2 separate regions of the Sus scrofa genome follow, and region 1 is linked to region 2. A link is a contact called in public Hi-C data. All regions are on one chromosome and are shown on one strand. The core of a region is the stretch at or near the end of the contact, and the rest is flanking DNA. Distances in the headings are between cores, read along the strand shown.

Region 1 (3,926 bases), core at 1,024-3,523, 49 kb after region 2:
ACACGGACACTGAGGCACTGAAGAAACTCAACAAGAATAAGAAACTGGTGAAGAAGCTGGCCGAGAAGTACAGCGCCTTGGAGTTCCCGTTGTGGCGCAGTGGTTAACGAGTCCGACTAGGAACCATGAGGTTGCGGGTTCCATCCCTGGCCTTGCTCAGTGGGTTAAGGATCTGGCGTTGCAGTGAGCTGTGGTGTAGGTTGCAGATGCAGCTGGGATCTCGTGTTGCTGTGGCTCTGGCATAGGCCAGTGGCTACAGCTCCGATTCGACCCCTAGCCTGGGAGCCTCCATATGCCGTGGGAGCGGCCCTAGAAAAGACAAAAAGACAAAGGAAAAAAAAAAAAAAAAAAAAAAAAAAGAAGCACAATGCCTTTTGGGCTTCAGAGTCTCCGATCAAGCAGATCCCACAGATCCTAGGCTCACGGCTGAATAAGTCTGGCAAGTTCCCTTCCTTGCTGACCTACAATGAGAATACAGTGGCCAAAGTTGATGAAGTGGAGTCCACGATCCAGTTCCAGATGAAGAAAGTGCTGTGTCTGGCAGTGGCTGTTGGCCGCGTGAAGATGACAGAGGGTGAGCTTGTGTACAGCCTCCACTGAGCTGTCAACGTCCTGGTGTCATTGCTCAAGAAAAACTGGCAGCATGTCCAGGCTTTGCACATTAAGAGCACCACGGGCAAGCCCCAGTGCCTGTACAGCTTAAGAAACCACCTGCCACCATTAAAAAAAAATTCATACATAAACTCACATGGATTATCAACCACGTTTTATTTCAACAGCAAATCATTGGCTTGTGTCACTAGGTTACATTGTTTTGAGAAGGCCCCAGAAATAAGGTTTAATAATCACTATTCAATTGAACGGTAGCTTGAGAGTACAAGTCTAGTGGCTTAAAAATGCCACCATTTGGGAGTTCCTGGCGTGGCTCAGTGGTTAACGAATCCGACTAGGAACCATGAGGTTGTGGGTTCGATCCCTGGCCTTGCTCAGTGGGTTAAGGATCTGGTGTTGCCATGAGCTGTGGCTTGGATCCTGAGTTGTAGGCTGGCGGCTACAGCTCTGATTAGACCCTTAGCCTGGGAACCTCCATATGCTGCAGGAGCGGCCCAAGAAATGGCAAAAAAAAAAAAAAAAAAAAAAAAAAAAAAGAAAAAAAAGCCACCATTTGTCGCTAATCTTTGTCAAGACTACTCCGAACTACTGAAGTAAATTGTGTATTGAAGCTGTTAGAAGTGTGCAGATGGCGATCACAACTGCCATTTCACATTAGATGTAATAAAAAAAAACAGGAACCTGTTGCTGTGGAGGGAGAGAGGAACTGAGCAGATGGAAGACAAGAAAACTTTTTTTTCGGAGTTCCCGTCGTGGCGCAGTGGTTAACGAATCCGACTAGGAACCATGAGGTTGCGGGTTCGGTCCCTGCCCTTGCTCAGTGGGTTAATGATCCGGCGTTGCTGTGAGCTGTGGTGTAGGTTGCAGACGCGGCTCGGATCCTGCGTTGCTGTGGCTCTGGCGTAGGCTGGTGGCTACAGCTCCAATTCGACCCCTAGTCTGGGAACCTCCATATGCCGCGGGAGCGGCCCAAGAAATCGCAACAACAACAACAACAAAAAAGACAAAAAAAAAAAAAAAAAAAAAAAAAAAAAAAAAAAAAAAAGAAAACTTTTTTTTCTTTGAACACTTTTCACTGTATATCTTTTTATACTTCTGATTTTTAAGCCATGTGCGGTATTCTTTCAAATGTAAGTAAAAGCCACTGTTCAACTTTATCATAAACCAGTGATTACTTAGGGATGCATTATGATATGATAGTAAAGTATTTCTGTGAGGATTCTTCTGAAGCTGGGCTCTGCTTTTTTTTAAAAAAATTGAAAAATCATTGTTGTAGGAAAACGCTCTTTGCTCAATCACGAACCCGCCCCGGCCCGGACCCGGACCAAAGGTTTGGCTCTGGCACGGGGGCGCTGCAAGGAGACTTCCCAAGCAGCAGGTGGCGCTGCGAACACCGCAAGCACCTCCCCTCAACACCTTTTTTTCTCAGCAATGGCGGGTGATGGTGGGGTCCTTTTTCTAGGGGTGGCTATTCTGGAGCCTGACCCCAAGTGCGGACGGGTGTTCCCACCCCCGCGGGGCCGCTGGCCCCGAGGAGGGTTGGAGAAGACCACGGAGCTCTCCGTGCATTCTTCCGCTGGGCGGCGGTGGCGGCACGGAAGACACAGGCCGGGGGAGAGTCGGCGCCGGGCGGCAGGCGGGACAGAGGGCAGCCCCGGGGCGGGCGGGGTCCTGGGTGAGAAGCGAGCCGGCGGCCTGAGGAGGTGACTGACTGAGCGGGGCACCGGGGCAGCCAGGAGACGCGGCGGAGCGAGCGGGTCCTGAGCTGACATATACACGGCGCGGCCGGGGCGGCGAGCGAGCGAGCGGGCGGGCGAGTGCGGGGCGCAGCCATGATCACCTCAGCCGGTGAGTGCGGCCGCAGCCGGCGCCGAAAGGAAGGAGGCGCCACGCCGGCTTTTAGCTGAGTCAGGGCCGGTGACTGGGCACCTCCCGGCGGAGCGCCGGCCGCGCGGCCGCCCGCCGCCCGAGGCCCACCCCCGGGCCGGGGGCTGGCAGTGTGGCCCGGCCTCTCTGTGGGCCCCGGGACCTCGTCCGGTTCGGGGGACTCGCGCTGGGTTGACCGCCTCGTCATCCCTCCTCCGCAGCCACACCCCCGTGCTCGGACCCGAGGGGCGCCCTGGACCCTTCTCCCACCCTGACGGGTTTTTCCTAAACTCCATCCCTCCCGAGGTTGGCCGTGCGGGGCCGTCCGATGCCAGCCCTTCCTTACAGGTGGTTAGGATGGGGTGGGCCCCCTTTGCGGGACAGTAAGGTAGCCTCTGGCTACCTAAGTGCTTCCCGGTCTGACCCAGCTCCGTTCTCCTTAGAGTGAAATCTAAATTAAGTCAGGTGTGAGACGGGTCATTTCCAGGTCTGTTCCAAGGATATTTAGTTAAAGCACTTAGGGAACTTTTGTGTTCGTTGAGGACCGCATCCTGAAGACGGTTATTATACTGAGAATCAGCCTCTGGTTTTGAGGCTCCATGATCAGTGAATGTTCTGCTTGGACGAAGAAAGAGCTCCTGGGCGGGCGGAGCAGGTGCCCTACACTCAACCATTGTGTGGGTAGATTCGTGGAATGACGTTTGCAATGGGATGTTACAGGGGTCAAGTTTGGGGTGAAGTGTGAGCCCCCACTAGGGATCGCTTTGCACGTAGCTGTCCACAGCCTCTGGGGCCTTTTTCCTCTCTTGCTCACATGCGCTTTTCTGGTCCTGATTTGCTGTCTTCATGTCCCACAAGTGTTTTGTTGTAAACAAACTAGTCAGACGGCAGTTAACCATGTGTTTATAAGGCTTGCTTAAAAAAGTTGGTGGCAACAGTGGGAGACAGGATCGTTACTTTTAAAGACCTGAGGAGCTGTCACTTGTACATGGAAGTAGACTTTTTCCCCCAAGGGGTACATATGATTGGGAGATGAATTGTAGTACAACATTGGGAAAGGCTTTTCCCCATCAGAGCTCTCTAAAGATAAAATAAGCACTAAATTTCCTGCCACCTGTAAATGGAGGCCTCATTGTTTTTCAGATTCATCATCTTAGCCCCTCCCGCCTTCATCTCTTGCCTGGGTCGCTTTGACAGCCTGGAGATTTTGTTTTCCACCATTACCTCTATACAGTCCATTCTTCTTGAGTATTCTTTTTAAAACCTTGATCACATAATATCCTTTACAGTTCTTCAGTGCTTTTCATTGTGCTTATAATAAAATATCCAGATTGTTAACTGAAAACTTACATGATCTGATTCCTACCTTGTCTTGTACTGCTCTTTTCCTCCCTGTGCTCTGGTCATACTGGCCTTTCTCTTCCTTAAGTCAGTTTCTGTCCCACTTC
Region 2 (4,138 bases), core at 800-3,299:
AGATGGTGCTTGGACCAGGATGATGGCGGTGGAGGGTGGAACCAGCAAGTCCGGCTGATAGATTGGATGAAATAGTGAAGGAAAGGGAAGCCTCAAGGATGATTCTATGGTTTGGGGGGTCGGAGCATCAAAGTGCAGGAGGGGAGAGAAAATCCAGAGTCCCAGTGTTGATTTTGAGATGCTGGAAGACAAGTGGGGACGTCAAATAGAGAGATTTCACAGAGAGCTCAAGGAAAGGCCGGCTCTTAGCTGGAAACAGATGAGTCATTAGCAGTAGCTGACGTAGGGAGATATGGACAGAGCAGAGGGCCGGGAGCTGAAGCCAGTGCTAAGTCTGATGGTGAAGGAAGGTGCCTGCAGAGAAGACACCTGCTCTGGGTCTCTTCCCGGTCTGGGCGAGGACACAGGATCCCAGTAAGTTTCCAGAGGTAAGGAAAAGAGGTAGGCTCAGGTCAACGCGTATCCACAGGTAGGAAAAGGCCACAGAGCTGTATCTCGGTGAGGGGCCGGTGAGCTGGGCTGTGACCTCTGATCATAACCATCTAGATGCTTCCTTTCTGCTTGTCCTCCCCTCCCCTGCTGAAGGTGGGCACCCCATTCTGGCACCAGGCCCCCTCCCCCTTTTATGTCTTTTTTGGGCTGCACCTATGCACATGGAAGTTCCTAGGCTATGGGTCCAATCGGAGCTACAGCTGTCAGCCTACCCCACAGCCACACCACATCCTAGCCACATCTGCCACCTACACAGCAGCTCACGGCAACACCAGATCCTTAACCCACTGAGAGAGACCAGGGATCGAACCCATGGCCCCTTGGATACTGGTCAGGTTCGTTACCACTGAGCCACGACAGGAACTCCAGCCCACCTGCATTTGTAAAGTGAACAGAGGGAGGACCCTGAACCAGCACCCAGGTTCACAGCTCCAGGGCCTCTTTCTGGATGGGCTGACCCAAGAGCTCCCTGAGCTCCCCCTTCCAGATGTCCTGTGTTCTCAGCCCCGCCCCCAACACCCCCCCACCCCACCCCCCACCCCCCGACCCCAATGCAGACTCTTTCAAGTGTAAAATGTTTTCACTGCTTCTAGGGGAAAATTCCTTAGTTCGCCAGTTGAAAGAAACTCACCTACTCACTACAAACTCACAGTTTGTAAAGTGGGACCTCTTCTACCAACGGCAGGCATCGCTCTAATAGCTCTCTTTTCAATTCAGTTGTAAAATGAAAAACTGAATGGGTAGGTTTCCAAATGCCACAAGGCATTTTTTAGACTTGATGTGTAAGTGGGTTGCGAGTTAGATTTCTTGGTGCTGCAAATTTCTGAAAACCTAATTCAAAATGATAATGAGGAGATTATCTCAACACAAACAGCAGAACAGTTGGAAAGTGTCAGGGCTCCTTAACTCCAGTGTCCTCAGAGACCCGAGGACTTTTCCAGCTTCCTGCGCTGACACCCTCAGCAGAGGGCATGAGAACTCCCCTCCCGGCAGCCGGCTGGAGGGGCTCCCAGAGTTAGAACTTCAACACCCTGACAGCCAGAAGCAAGGAAAAGGCCCCCTGCTCCCTGCGTCTCTTCTTGAGTTAAGGAACTTTTCCCAGGATCCCCTCCCTGGTATTCTTGCCCCCTCATGGGGGTGACACACCCCTGAATTGGGTCTCATGCCCCTTCTTAAGCAAACGAATAGCACACAGGGGTGAATTATCATGACTGGATTAGACCAATCTAGATCCACACCCACGCTCTGCCCCGGGGACTGGGGCCCCCATCTCCCTCCAGGACAAACTATGTACAGGGAGGGGAGCATCAAAGCCAAAAATGGGGCTTCTGCCAAGGAAGGAAGACATGAGAGTAGATTTGGGGGAGCAGCCCACAGCACCCCTACAACAGGGGCGAGTGTTTCAAGAAGGTGATACGGTAGCCAGTGCAGGATGAGCTTCAAAGTTGGCCTGGAGCCCTCTCTGGCTTTAGTGCTTTAGCCACTGAGAGCCACCCATAGGGCCCACCGAGCAGCGATGAGTCATGGGGGTTTGCTGAGTCATCCTGAGTGTTGTAGGCTCTGCTTTTAGACTTCTAGAAGGGAAATGGACTGTTTGGTGTCCCTCTCAGTCCAGAACATGTAGAACCATCTGATAACAATGGTAAAGCCTCCTCTCTAGGGAAAAGCATTTCTAGAATTTTCTTTCTGAAAGCTTGGTGAGTCCCTCTCTCTGTATCCCACCAGTGAGTGATGTGGCACCAACCTCAAGGGACTGCTGGAGTTCCTTGTGGCACAGCGGGTTAAAGATCCAGCCTTGTCGCTGCAGTGGCTTGGGTTGCTGCTATGGCATGGGTTCGATCCCTGACCCCGGAACTTTCACATGCTGTGGGCACAGCCAAAAATAAATTAATTTAAAGAATAAAATAATGGGAAAAATAAAAATCATTGAAACAATAAAAATAAAAAATAAACTAAAGGGGCTGCTTCCCCTCTCCTTGTGGGCATGGAATGTGGTAAAACTCACCACTGCAGCCTAGCTTTGGGGGAGCGAGGCTCTATCTTAGCTGCCGGGGACCCTGGGGAAAGGAAGAGGAAAGAGAAGACGCCAACATTGACGCTGCCCAGTTCATGCCAGGCACTTGGCATAAGCTCGTTACAGCCTGAAGGGAAAAAACAAAGCCTCTGTGAGTCTGTGTTTGGATAAAAGGAAGAGTGCCCATGATGAATGGAAGAAATTTGAATCCTAAATAATTTATTTTTCCACAGGAGGATCTCAGCTGCTAAACCACCACCTCTGAGATTATAAAACTGGAAAAGCACCAGAATTCCAGGATCCTGGAGTATTGTCTAAGCTCATGGCTCTGTCCTCTTTTTCTTTCCAGATCCAGTTTTCCATCCAGGATCTCTCTTGTCACCAAAATAGAACAAAAACAAACAAACAAACAAAGAACTCTGTTTATTTAGCGTAATTTACCCAAAGATACAAAGGTTGATGGAGTTCCCGTTGTGGCTCAGCGGGTTAAGGACCCGACATTGTCTCTGGGATGATTCAGGTTCGATCCCTGGCCTCATTCCGTGGGCTAAAGATCCAGTGTTGCTCCAAGCTGTGGCGTAGGTCACAGATTTCAGCTCAGAAGGATCCAGTGTGGCTGTGGCTGTGGTGTGGGCCTCAGTTCTCATTTGACCTCTAGCTTGGTAATTTCCGTATGCTGCAGGTGCAACAGTAAAAAGAAAAAAGTACACACACACACACACACATACACACACACGAGTGGGTAGGGAGGTAAATGTGGCAGCCTTGGTGACTTTGTGAGCCCCAAGTAAGCCAGGGCGGGATCCCTCTTGGGGGCTGCAGACCTAAGGAGGGCAACTTTCTCGGCACACACTCAGAGAACAAAAGATTCCCCCATTCTAAATGCAGGAATTGACCTAACTTGTCAATCGCACTTCTGCCCGGCGGTAATCCCTATTTGTGGGAGTGCGAGGGACACCCTGCCTCCTTTCAGGCCTGCACCTTGGGGAACAGGGGCCCCCAGGCCCAGGGCACGCTCTGGCTCCAGGAACTGGCTTCATTTAGCTTCACCTGTGATGGGGGAGCCACAGGGCTGGCCAAGGCATGGCTGGCAGCCTGGTGGCCCATCCCGGGACTTAGCTGTACCCAGGCAGTGCCTGGTGGGTTTGAACATCTAGCCCTGAGCAGCTGAAGACGGAGGTCTTAGTTCAAGGTGCTCCCAAGAAACACCAGTAGGGGAGACAGGTGTGACACGGGAGAGCCATCGGTACAGGGGCAGTGGTCACTGGGGGTGAATGAAGCCGCATCCCGCTGGGGCAGCACCAGGAAACTGAGCACATACCTCAGTTGTCCCCCCATCACCACCCAGGGAGGGGAAGCTGGGTGATTATACAGCATCAGTCAAGGGCTGCTGGGAGGAGGTGGTTCATTCCCCCCCCCCTTTTGTCCCCAGAGGGCAAGTCCCAAAGAAATGCACGTGCTGGAGGCTGGGAGTCCAGAATGCACTGAAGGGGATGGTGGGGGTGGAAGTAGGGGGCTGAGGACAACCCTGACCTCCAGTGAGCAGGTGACCTGCTCGCCTCTAAGAGCCCATGAGACTCGGAGCCAGCAGGACAGCCCTTGGGGAGGCAGGGAGCTGCTCTGCCTGCAAGA

What was found. Hi-C and Micro-C count contacts between places; a contact is called where the count stands out from the background.
Region 1: a contact with region 2 is called in a Hi-C map of fibroblasts, with 2.2 times the contacts expected there. The contact joins the promoter of PSMD1 here to the enhancer-like site in region 2. A contact is called at or near these places in 2 of 5 promoter capture datasets (fetal liver and liver) and 10 of 47 Hi-C or Micro-C datasets (embryonic fibroblasts, fibroblasts, liver and 3 more).

The regions. Positions count from the first base shown.
Region 1 is chr15:131,805,321-131,809,246 of Sscrofa11.1, forward strand. It overlaps PSMD1 (26S proteasome non-ATPase regulatory subunit 1), which reads left to right and starts at 2,274. Exons shown (of 25, transcript XM_001925902.7): 1 at 2,274-2,460. The coding sequence starts at 2,445. It also overlaps the pseudogene LOC110257098.
Region 2 is chr15:131,756,347-131,760,484 of Sscrofa11.1, forward strand. It overlaps a transcript of SPATA3 not described here. Among named protein-coding and RNA genes, the nearest start is that of SPATA3, 15 kb to the left of the region's middle. Within about 2 kb of position 2,050, at least 9 of the 83 cell types and tissues checked have an H3K27ac peak or open chromatin away from gene starts, as enhancers often do. A contact at or near this core is called in embryonic fibroblasts, where this site is marked.